3 separate regions of the Mus musculus genome follow, and all the other regions are linked to region 2. A link is a contact called in public Micro-C and promoter capture Hi-C data. All regions are on one chromosome and are shown on one strand. Each heading gives the region's core, a stretch centred on a gene start, on an enhancer-like site or on the middle of the called end of the contact. The rest is flanking DNA. Distances are from core to core; before and after follow the strand shown. Region 1 overlaps Frmpd3 (FERM and PDZ domain containing 3). Region 2 holds the start of Tsc22d3 (TSC22 domain family, member 3). Region 3 holds the start of Prps1 (phosphoribosyl pyrophosphate synthetase 1).

Region 1 (3,543 bases), core at 134-2,633, 190 kb after region 2:
TTGCTGGGATTTGAACTCAGGACCTTCGGAAGAGCAGTCAGTGCTCTTAACCTCTGAGCCATCTCTCTAGCCCCAGTGCATTTGTTAATTGCTGAGTTATCTATACTCCAACCAAGCTATTAGTATAATGTTGTTATTCATCGTTTATTTTCCTGTGGAAAAAGATTGGATATTGCGTCCATTTTTTAGAGCATGGATTGGTAAGCCACACTGATACTTTTTGGTAACAAAGCTGGCATTGAATGGCATGCTTATCAATTAAACAATATTTTTTATGCTACTACATGAAAGCTGGGAATGTAGCTCAGTTTGTAGAGTACACACACAGCTTGCCTACTGTATATAAGACCCTGGGTGTGGTGGCACATAAACTGTGCATGGTGGCACACACTGTAATCATAGCACTTGGGAGGTAGAGGTAGGAAAACAATCACTTCATGGGCTTCTTGTTATCTCAGCTATAGAGCAAGTTTGAGGCCAGCCTGAGTGAGATACACTTAACCCTGTCCCAAAAGTAAAATAAAGGAAGGAAAGGAAGGAAAAAGAAAAATGTAATGAGTACTTGCTATTTTAAAACTTTGTTGGCATTAATTTCTTATTGTTGCTATAACACATGGCTCCAAATTTAGTAGCTTACATAATATATATCTATTCCTTTAAAGTCTTTGAGGTCAGAGGTCCAATACAAGTGCTACTGGGTTAAAAGTCAAGTGCAAGGCTGTCTGTGTCACTTTTGGTGGTCTAGAGTTGGATCTATTTCCTTACCTTCCCTGGTCCTGGATGTCACCCACACTCCTTGGTCCTTGGCTTCTTCCCTAATCAAGGCCATCAAGGGTGAGCCGAGTCCTCTCATTACATTGCTCCAACTTTCTCTCCAGATTCTCTCACATAGACCAACTCTATTGACTACATTAGTCCCACTTGACTAATTCATGCTAATCTCCCTATTTTAAGGTCAGCCGATTAGCAATCTTAATTGCATCTGCACTTCTTATTCCATTCTGTCATAGCATATTCACAGGTTTGGAGGATTATGGAATAGACATATTTAGGAGGGGATTATTCTACCTATTGTATGTGGTAAATCCTATTACAATTTATAACAATGATGACACCTAGTGGATAATTTCCCCCAAGTTTTCTCTTGCATTATGTTAGTTGTCCTAAGAGGGGCTGCCTGAAGCATTTATCATTTGGATTTATACCTTTGAGCACTCATATCATCTACCTGACCATTGCTCACCACCCACTCCTAAACTGCAACCTTTAGCCCCATCTATTCAGCACAATCTTCCATTTATCCCAAAAGGTAGTGTTATCTCACCACCTAGTCATGATGTGTTGGAGTTCTTTACACGGGGACACTGTTCTTTCTGCACATTGGATATGTACAGTAGGCAACAGGGCTGGGAATAAAACACACGCATTGTGAACAACAAAGGAGGGGCCACCCATGCCCAGCACGCGTTTCACATCTGTTCCTTCACTTGACAGTTACCTTGCTTCCGCCTATCTTACATGCTGGTCCAAATCAGCCTTTATTATGTTAGCCCTCTGCTCAAGGACCTACAGTGTGTTCCTACTAGTCAACCACATTGAATCTAAAGTCCTCAAACTTGCCTGGGAAGCTTTTAACTGACTTGCTTTGCCCGCCCCTAATCTCTCCAATCTCTTCTCTCCTTATTTTCCTCTCCAGCCAAGCAACTATGCTTATCGACCTGCACATATGGCTTGCTTATTTCCGTGCTTGCTCCTTGCCTTTGAACACATCCCACTTCTCTTTGCTAATTCATGCCTATCACTTCAAGATCCAGCTTAAAACACCCTCTCGAGGAAGCTAGTTCTGGTTAACTCCTTGTTCTTTTAATTCCATATTCCATACCACATTTATCTATGACATTTACTTCATATTGCTTTTTTAGACGGAGATTTATTTTAGTTATTTTTATTTGTGTGTGTGTGTATGTGTGTGTCTTCCCTGAGAGGGTAAACCTCATGTGATTCCAGAGTTTTGTAGGTTTGATGCTGTGTCAAGTTGGGTCATGTGTCCTTGTGATTCTAGTCACCCCAGTAAGAATGTAATTTCTCTGAAATGTTCATTCATGCTCACTGCTATGGGTGGATCACCCCATAGAAGCAGATCACCCTTTATTCAGGAGATACATACTGACCCCGATTCAGCCACTTTCCTCTCAGGCCTCTGGGCATATTGGCATGCCCACTCAAATTAGTTATATTACAAAATCATTTAGAGAAAATGAAAATAATAAATAAATCCTGAACTCCAACGAAATCAGTGTTCACTGAGCAGTGGTGACACACGTACGCCTTTAATCCCAGAACTCTGGAGGCAGACACAGACCTCGGTGAGTTTGAGGCAGCCCTGGTCTACAGAACGAGATCCAGTACAGCCAGGGCCATACAGAGAAACCCTGTCTTAAATTTATTTTTCTTTTTCTTTTTTTTCTTTTTTTTGGTAATTTTCAGAGTAGGGCCCAGGTGTCTATTTTTCAAAACCTCTTGTGGAATTTTTATTGTGCTACTGATGTGGAAAATCCACTCATGGAGTATTGAAAGCTGAAAACAAGAAACCCAAACCAACCTCTGTTTTATCCCCCTTCTACATGTCTCTGAGCCACACCCCACTGCATGCCCTGCCTACATCTCTCTGAGCCACACTCCCCTGCATACCCTGCCTACATCTCTCTGAGCCACACCCCACTGCATGCCCTGCCTACATCTCTCTGAGCCACACCTCCCTGCATACCCTGCCTACATCTCTCTGAGCCACACCCCCTGCATGCCCTGCCTACCTCTCTCTGAGCCACACCCCCCTGCATACCCTGCCTTTCCTCCCTCTTCCTTACCAGTTCACCTGGCCTTTTACCCAACAATGTCTGAGGAGAGTAGCAACCAAATGGTTGGGAAAGTGGCCACAAGCCAGTTAAACATTAGCACCAGGCAGGTTCCCAAGCCACTGTGAATCCTGGGAATCACAGGTGGGAAAATTAACATGTTAAAGCTTCCTGGGTTTTACAAACACAAAAATAAATGATTGGTTCTTTTTAGAAACAGCAAACACTCCACCTCTTAATCTGTTAACAACATGTCCTCCTGGGCAATCCTTTAAGAAGGGAAAGCTGTCCCTCCTCCTGTGTGTCTCTGCCAGCTGGCAGGCAGGCCTGCACCGCCCCCCTTCCCCCCCCCCCCACAACAGGTCACTGTATTCAAACAGGAGAGCTGTGGAGGGGGTGGCTGACCATTGCTGCCAGACTTGCAGAGGCAGCGACAGCTGCTTGCCAGTCTGAAAGTCTCGCTCTATGGGGAAAATGCTGAGGTTCGAAGAGAGCAGGGCTCTGGGAAATTAAACAGGAAGTTGGCTCTGATTGTTCCTCTACTCCCCAGACCCCCCCTGAGTCCATGCTCAGACACTCTTCCATAGTTCAAAGTGGGTACTCCCCAATCAGTACATATGTGGGACGGACTGGGGTGGGTTAGGGCATTCATTTCTCTAATTTCTGAGGCAGACAGGCAGGGTCTAGT
Region 2 (3,585 bases), core at 38-2,537:
GGCCTCATCCCAAGGTTACACAAAGATAAGAGGGCTCAGGCAAACATAGAAGCAAAAGGTCTAGCTGTTCCCAAAACGCAAATAAACATTTATGGAACTAATATATTTTATTATAAGAGTTAACATAAAATAATTATAAACAAGAAGGAAAATAATAAACACTGTAATTAAAAAACAATTCAGAAGGCTATAAATCTACACAATGCAGATGAAATTTTATATTCTACTACCTCCTCTGGCTTTTATCCAAGAACATTTAAAAAAAAAGAAGAAGGAAATACAAGAAAAATGACGTGATGGGCTTTTAAGAGAAAAAAATAGAAGTTTCATAGTCTATGGGGATGTATATATACTCGGGTATAGTGCTTTACGCAATAGCCACAATCCTCTTTCATCCTGGGCCTTGGGATCCTCTCAGGAACTGGAGATACAGCACGATTTGGGGTCTCTAGCCACTATAGCACAGAGTACTGCCTTCCCCAGTTACCCATATTTTGGGCCTCATGTAACAGTTGCAAAGAGTGGGAAACAGGAATTAGTTGGCTGCACTTTGCTCCTAATTAATTTCAGGGGTGGCTTGAAGGCTCGTTTTATGTGGCTTGTGTTTTTTGAGACAATCTCACTGTTTAGTTCAGCCTGGCCTGACACAAACAAGCCTGCTTCCGCTTTGCGAGTAGCTGGGATCTTGGGGTGCGCTCTGCCACAGTAGTCTAGGAAATTTCAAACGTATTTAAGTCACATTTATCAGGGTTCAGGCAACTGGAACTTCAGCTTTCTTAAAACTGAGCAACTCTTGCCCCGGCTTGGAGTCCCAGTGGATTCTTCCACCAGGAGGCACCTGTAGTGTCCCGCTGAGCGGCGGAACCTTACACGGGAACAGAAAATAGTTCAGGTTTTGGGCAGAAGATGGCAGCATATACTGCTGTATTTCAAATGCCCTGGGTTCTTGAATGAAGCAAATGAAGGGGGCGGAGGGGGGTTGTAAAGGAGTAGGAATAAATAGAAATTTATTTGGGTTTTATATAAAAACCCCCTGAATATTGTGAACGGGTTTTCATTTGTCCAAGACTCAAAAACTGCTCAAATGCTCCGCATTCGACATGTTCTAAGTTCTGAGACATTCTAAAAAAGCTGTCTTACATGGTCACCTTGCGCGTCCCCGCAGCTCAGACAGCAGGGGCATCACCCCAGGGCACCAGGCTGGCCCCTATATGTGCCCTTTCACTATACCTCCGCCCCGGGTTTATTCTCCCAGATCCCTCCGCCGCCATTACGGGACAGACGCATCACTCCCCTTCTCACTCTGCGTGCGTGCGGGCTGCTGGGCAAGTCTCTCGAGGGGTCGACGGAGCCGGTTTACCTGAAGTGGCAGGTAGGGGGCTTTGGGACGCGAGGGGACAGCTTTCTGGGGTCGGGGCGCATGGAGAGAGCAGCCAAGCTGAGTGAGGAGAAAGAGGGGCGCTAAGGTGAGGTGCGGGGAGAGAAATCAAGGAGGGAAATAAGAGGGGAGGGGGTCAAGGCGCGAACGGAGAAATGGAGGCGAGGGCCGGCCAGAAATGGAGGGGCGCGGCGACACACGGGAAGGGGACAAGGTGGGGGAAAGTAAGGAGTGACCCGGCCCAACATGGGAAGAAACTTAGAAAAAGACGCCCGGTGCCCAAAATAGCGGGAAGAGCGGGAGACGCGCGGCGAGGGAGGAGAGGCAAGGCCCGGGGGAGCCCGCAGCGCGGACAGCGGGGGACCGGGAGTGATGGCGTCGAAGGGGACTCGGGGCTGAGACCCGGGGTGGGGAGCGAAACAGAGCTCAAGAGGAGGGGGCGGAGGTGACAAGTGAGGAGGAGCGGGCTCGGGCCGCTGGGGACTCGGTTCTTGGGAGTTTGGAGTTGGGGCATTTCTCAGGTGCTTGTGTTTTCTGGCACTTTCTGGGGGGTGGCGCCGCCGCCGCCACAGCCACCGCCGAGGCCTCGACACTTGGGTCTCTTGGCGCTTCCCAAAAAGAAAAAGAAAAAAAAGGAAAAAAAAAAAAAAAGAAAAGCCGGGCTGCATGGCGGGGCGGGCGGGCGGCGGTTTAAAGGGCCGCTCTCGGACGGCCGCCCGCTGACTCGGTGGCTCTCGACAGGGCCGCGAACGCCGGCGCTCCGGGGGACACCCCCCTCAGCGAGCGGTGGCGGTGGCGGCAGCGGCCCCGGCGGCGACCTTTGGCCCACTCGGGAGAGCCCTCGAGACCCCGTGCGGTGAGGGGGCGGGGGCGCTGCGTGAGTCTCAGGCGCGGTGGGGGCGGGGAGACGGGCGGACAGATAACTGCCGCCGGCCGGCCAGGGCCGGACAGGAGAGGAGCGAGCGGCTCCGCGGGGGACACCAGACGACAGCGGGAGGCGCGCGCTGCTGGACGTCCCGGCCATTCAGGCGGTGAGCGCCAAAGCCACCCAGCGCTGCTGAGGCGCGCGTCGCGGGGGAGCCGCTTGAGGCGGGCTCCTCAGGAGCACGGGCGTGCGAGTGAGCGGCCGGCGGGCGGGCGGGCGGTGTGGGGAGCGGAGGGAGGAGAACTCCGCGCGCCAGGGGGCCCCCTCAAGCTCCGGCCGGGGAGGCGGCGGCGAGTGGCAGAGGCGGCGGCGGCGGCGGCGGCGGCGGCAGCGCGTCCTCCGCCTGCCCCTCGGGGCTCATTTACATGCTGTCACGGCCCCGGCGCGGACTCCTGAGCTCGCGGCTAGCTCACACGCTCGCCCTTGGGCCACCGGCCGCGGCCGCCGGCGCCGCCACCGCTCGAGCCGCGGAACCCCGCGAGCCGGGAGAAGCGGGGCTGCCGCCGCCGAAGGGCGCGCGCGCTGCGGCTCTCTCTCGCTCTCTCGCTCCCTGGCCGCCCGCCCGCCCTTCCTGCCGCCTCGCACGCAGGTCCGGCCGGAGCCACGCGCGCACTTGGGAAAGTTGGGAGTGCGTTCGGGGTGGGGGGGGGGCGTGGGGGGGGGACGCACGGGGATCCTCCGGGGGAGGGGACGGGGAAGAGGGGGGCCGCCGCGGCTGCCGGAGCAGGGGGAGGAGGAGGAGGAGGAAGTGAGCCCGCAGGAGCCGCTGGGAGCTGTTTGTCCAGCTGTTTCTATTCGCACCCCGAGCGCTCCAACCAGAAGGGGGCCCGAGCCGACCCGCGGCGGGCACGGCTTTTTTTTTTTCTTTTTCTTTTTTTTTTTCTTTTCTTTTTTCTTTTCTTTTTTTTTTTTTTTTAAGGCGCTAATTTCTCCAACTTTGCCCGCAGCTTGTTTTTCCGGGCACCCTGGAGTCCCAAAAGGCTAGCTCCGCAGGTGCGCACCTGCCGGCCGCCCCCGACCTCCCTGAGCAGGCCGCCGCCGCCGCTGCCTCCAAGCCGGAGAAGATGGCCCAGCCCAAGACCGAGTGCCGCTCACCTGTTGGCCTCGACTGCTGCAACTGCTGCCTCGACCTGGCCAACCGCTGCGAGCTCCAGAAGGAGAAGAGCGGGGAGAGCCCGGGCAGCCCCTTCGTGAGCAACTTTCGGCAGCTGCAGGAGAAGCTCGTCTTCGAGAACCTCAACACTGACAAGCTGAACAACATAATGCGCCAGGATTCCATGGA
Region 3 (3,506 bases), core at 474-2,973, 140 kb after region 2:
GACGTTTAGAAATAATCAGAAAGAATAAATCTTATGTAATTTAATTGATCATTGGTTTAAAAAAAACTGACCCCTAACAGCTGACTGAAAGATTGTAGACTGTGGAGGTAGTGATGGCGCAAGTCTGCAAGCCCAGTACTAAGCAGGCAGTGAGAAAAGCAAGAGGATAAATGTTTGAGTCCTGTAGACTACCCCCCAAAACAAACAAACAACCCTAAAACCAAAATTAAAATAAGTGAACAAAAAAGCATTATTGTTAGTGTTCTTGATTTCATCTACTACAGGAAAACAATACAGTGCTCTAGAGGATCCTGTATATAGCTGGAAGGGGGCACTAAAAGAAGCACGGTCCAATAGTGCATGTGGATGATGACTGGGGCTAAGACAGTTCTGTTAGCAATTTTTCGGAGACCGTCTCACTACATAGTCCTGACTAGTCTAGAGTTAACTATGCAGACTAGGCTTGCTTCAAACTTGCTTCTCCTGCTCTTGCCTAGTGGCATGCGACAGCACACCAGTGCTGGGCCACGAGTTTTATAGCAGAGCACCAAAAAGACGACATTCAAATTTCCCTTTGCTGTTTGAGCTAGCTCTTCCACTGCGTTATTATTTTGTCACTGAACACTCACGTGTAAGTCGTTCCCTAAATCCTCACGCATTTAACACTAAGAAGTGGCTACAATGGAGGAGGGGCGGAGTGCTTGTATTATTATGTCTGCCAGTAGCGGAATTGGAAACCGTCAAAAATTCGAATTCTACAACTAAGGTTTCCCTATTTTTTTGGGATGACTTAAGCTGAGATGTCGAAGATCAAGGATGTTGAGCTCAAAGCAACCACTTTACCCCATCTACTGAATTTAACTTAAGGGTGGTTTGATTCCTCGACAGACAGGATAGGAAAAGCCGACACCGTGCCAGTCTAAGGGAACGTGGTAACGTTTTCGCGCCCTCAGAACACAATGTTTCCCAAGACCAAACCAGAACGCTACCATTTCCAACCAAAAAGCTTTTCAAATCTAGGAAAAAGACCACGATGGGGCTCAGAACGCCATAGGTTCTCTGATGTACACCAGTCGACGCGCGGAAAGTGAACCGAATCCAATCTACTGGCTCCACAGTGAAGCGACAAGCCACGTGTCCCCATGCCCAAAGCTAAGCGCCCGTACACCTCCAGACATTCCAGGAGGCCATTACCCCCCGACATTAGATCCTCCATCCCCAACCCCCAAACGTAGCGGCCTCAGCTCCCATCTCCATCTTGGCTCCACCTAACCGCGCGCAGCGAGGATGAACGCGACCCTCTCGGGAGGTAAAATAACGGAACAACCCGCGAGGCAAGCTAACCTCTGCTGCCCCTTTCTGCCCATCCTCTGCTGCCAGGAAATCCCACGGCCGCTCCATCCCCCGAGTTGCCATGGCCTGGGCAGGTCAGGTACACTCAAGGTACCAATTGCGTCCTTACCAGGTCTCCTGGTTGCTGAATTTCTTAGTCACCACCTTGCCTAGCTCAAGGCCCAGGCGGTCAGCGATTTTCTGGGATAAGTCCTGGTGGGAGCTCCCGCTGAAGATTTTGATATTCGGCATCTTGGGTAACTACCTCAACGTGCTCAGTGGTCGCCGCCGCCGCCGCTGCCAACACGGGAACGGAAGTCAGCAGGCAGTCTGAACACCAACAGTACCGCGTTGCTACTCCGCCATCTTACATTCCCGCCCAGCGCGCGGCATTAAATTGCCCAGGGGGCGGGATTACAAAGGAAGTTCTCCACCCAGCCTTTTCTGATTGGTTGGACGGGTGTGAGGGGCGGAGTCTTCCGGTAATGTTGCCGCCCAACCACTCTCTGGTAATTTGTTCAGAGGCGTGAAACGGGTTAAATTAAAGCACTTTTTACATCACAAAGATAGCCACAACGCAGGCGCATCGCAGGCAAAGGGCTTGTTTACCAACTCTAAATACCAAGTGTACTTTCTACCTGGAAGGCAAGCCCTAGGGGAAAGTGACTGAAGGTGAGTCACCCTGGGACAATGCGAGAGAAAGTTAATGTTTTGTCCTTATCACTGGATTCTAGTTTGCTCAATTAGAGAAGGAGTGTGGCTTTCCCCAAATATCTGGGTGATAAAATTATGATTAGCTAAAGATTGGAAGAAGAAAAAGTAAAGTATTATCCATGAAGAACCCTGAAAGAATCAGCATAGTGTTTAAGTCTGCCACAATTACAAGGTAATCTGGCTAACCTAGCCTTTTACACACGCTAACTGGACCAGTGCAAACTTGTGCAAACTAGTGCAGACTCTGTTTTAACAGTATTCCAGACAGCCATGAATTAGATGTAAAGGAAGAGTCACACAATTTTAGAATAAAAAAAAAATCAGTACCAAGGTGGCATACACCTTTAATCCTAGTATTCTGGAGGAGGCAGGCAGGCAGATCTATGTCAGTTCTAAGCCAGACTGATGTACAAAGGGAGTTCAGGGCCACCAGAGATATATAGTGAGATCTTGTCTCAAAGCAGCAACAATCAACAAAACCAAAATCATGACTACCAGGTATGGTGGTACATGCTTATCATCTTAACACTAAGGAGACTTAGTCAGGGGGGATCATGAGTCCCAAGCTAGCCTCGTACACACAATGTGACTCTGAGCCAGGCGTGGTGGCTCACACCTTTAATTTCAGCACTCTGGAGGCAAAGTGAGATCCAGGACAGCCAAGGAGATACAGAGAAATCCTGTCTCTAGGATTAAAGGCATGCAGCATCACTGCCCAGCCAGGCTTTGACAGCTGGGCACATTGGAATTATCAGCACTTATGAATTGGGCTTATCTCTATGAGTTCGAAGCCAGTCTTGTCTAGTGAGTTCCAGAACAGCTAGAGCTACATAGAGAGCCCCCTGCTCTCTCTGTATTGTTGCTCTTAAAATTGTCCGGCAAGGAGCTAACCCAAACCACTTTGGGGACTGAAGAGATGGCTCAGCGGTTCAGAACAAGTATTGCTTTTGCAGATGACCCACATTTGGTTCTCAGCACCCACATCCAAGTGGCTCATAACTGCCTGTGATGTCTCTGCCCTCCAAGGGCATCTGTATTAATATGAAACATTGTGAAAAATAATTTTAAAAAATGAATCTTAGAAAAAGTGGGGCTGGAGAGATGACTTAGTGGTTAAGGGCACTAGCTGCTTTTTCAGAGGACCTGGTACTCCCATGACAGCTCACAACTGTGTGCATGCCAGTTCCAGAGGATCCCACAGTCTGACACAGACATATGTCAGGGCAAAACACCAATGCACATAAAATTAGAAAACAGTAATTTTTTTTTTAAAAAAAGAAGGTTTGTGAAGTATACTCTTATGGTGGGTTCTGTAGGTTTAACATAATTCAGAATAAGTGCTCTGATTGCCTATATATCAGGCCCTCTGGAGCATGGTGATATAAAGAGTGAACAATGCGCAATCCTCTACCCTTAGAAGGCACAAAATACAAAAGAAGCTTAATAGCTTGGTATGGTGG

What was found. Promoter capture Hi-C pulls out the DNA fragments that hold promoters and counts their contacts. A called contact is a pair of places that touch in the nucleus more often than the background predicts.
Region 1: a Micro-C map of the G1E-ER4 cell line shows a contact between it and region 2. The contact joins the enhancer-like site here to the promoter of Tsc22d3 in region 2. A contact is called at or near these places in 10 of 39 promoter capture datasets (the 3T3-L1 cell line, 3T3-L1-derived adipocytes, the C10 cell line and 5 more), 1 of 15 datasets of contacts at CTCF or cohesin (large pre-B cells), 16 of 484 Hi-C or Micro-C datasets (the G1E-ER4 cell line, brown adipocytes, cerebellum and 6 more) and 2 of 9 other capture datasets (adipose tissue and embryonic stem cells).
Region 3: a promoter capture Hi-C map of pre-B cells shows a contact between it and region 2. The contact joins the promoter of Prps1 here to the promoter of Tsc22d3 in region 2. A contact is called at or near these places in 17 of 39 promoter capture datasets (the 3T3-L1 cell line, 3T3-L1-derived adipocytes, the C10 cell line and 11 more), 7 of 484 Hi-C or Micro-C datasets (CD8 T cells, the HL-1 cell line, bone marrow-derived macrophages and 3 more), 10 of 115 datasets of contacts at active chromatin or transcription factors (the 230-238 cell line, effector CD8 T cells, embryonic stem cells and 5 more) and 4 of 9 other capture datasets (adipose tissue, liver, macrophages and 1 more).

What each region holds. Positions count from the first base shown.
Region 1 is chrX:140,405,956-140,409,498 of GRCm38.p6, reverse strand. All of the region lies in intron 12 of Frmpd3 (FERM and PDZ domain containing 3), which reads right to left. Among named protein-coding and RNA genes, the nearest start is that of Gm32113, 22 kb to the right of the region's middle. Within about 2 kb of position 1,383, at least 1 of the 459 cell types and tissues checked has an H3K27ac peak or open chromatin away from gene starts, as enhancers often do. A contact at or near this core is called in the G1E-ER4 cell line, where this site is marked.
Region 2 is chrX:140,598,224-140,601,808 of GRCm38.p6, reverse strand. It overlaps Tsc22d3 (TSC22 domain family, member 3), which reads left to right and starts at 1,287. Exons shown (of 4, transcript NM_001077364.1): 1 at 1,287-1,372; 2 at 3,251-3,585. The coding sequence starts at 3,368.
Region 3 is chrX:140,454,820-140,458,325 of GRCm38.p6, reverse strand. It overlaps Prps1 (phosphoribosyl pyrophosphate synthetase 1), which reads right to left and starts at 1,723. Exons shown (of 7, transcript NM_021463.4): 1 at 1,463-1,723. The coding sequence starts at 1,584.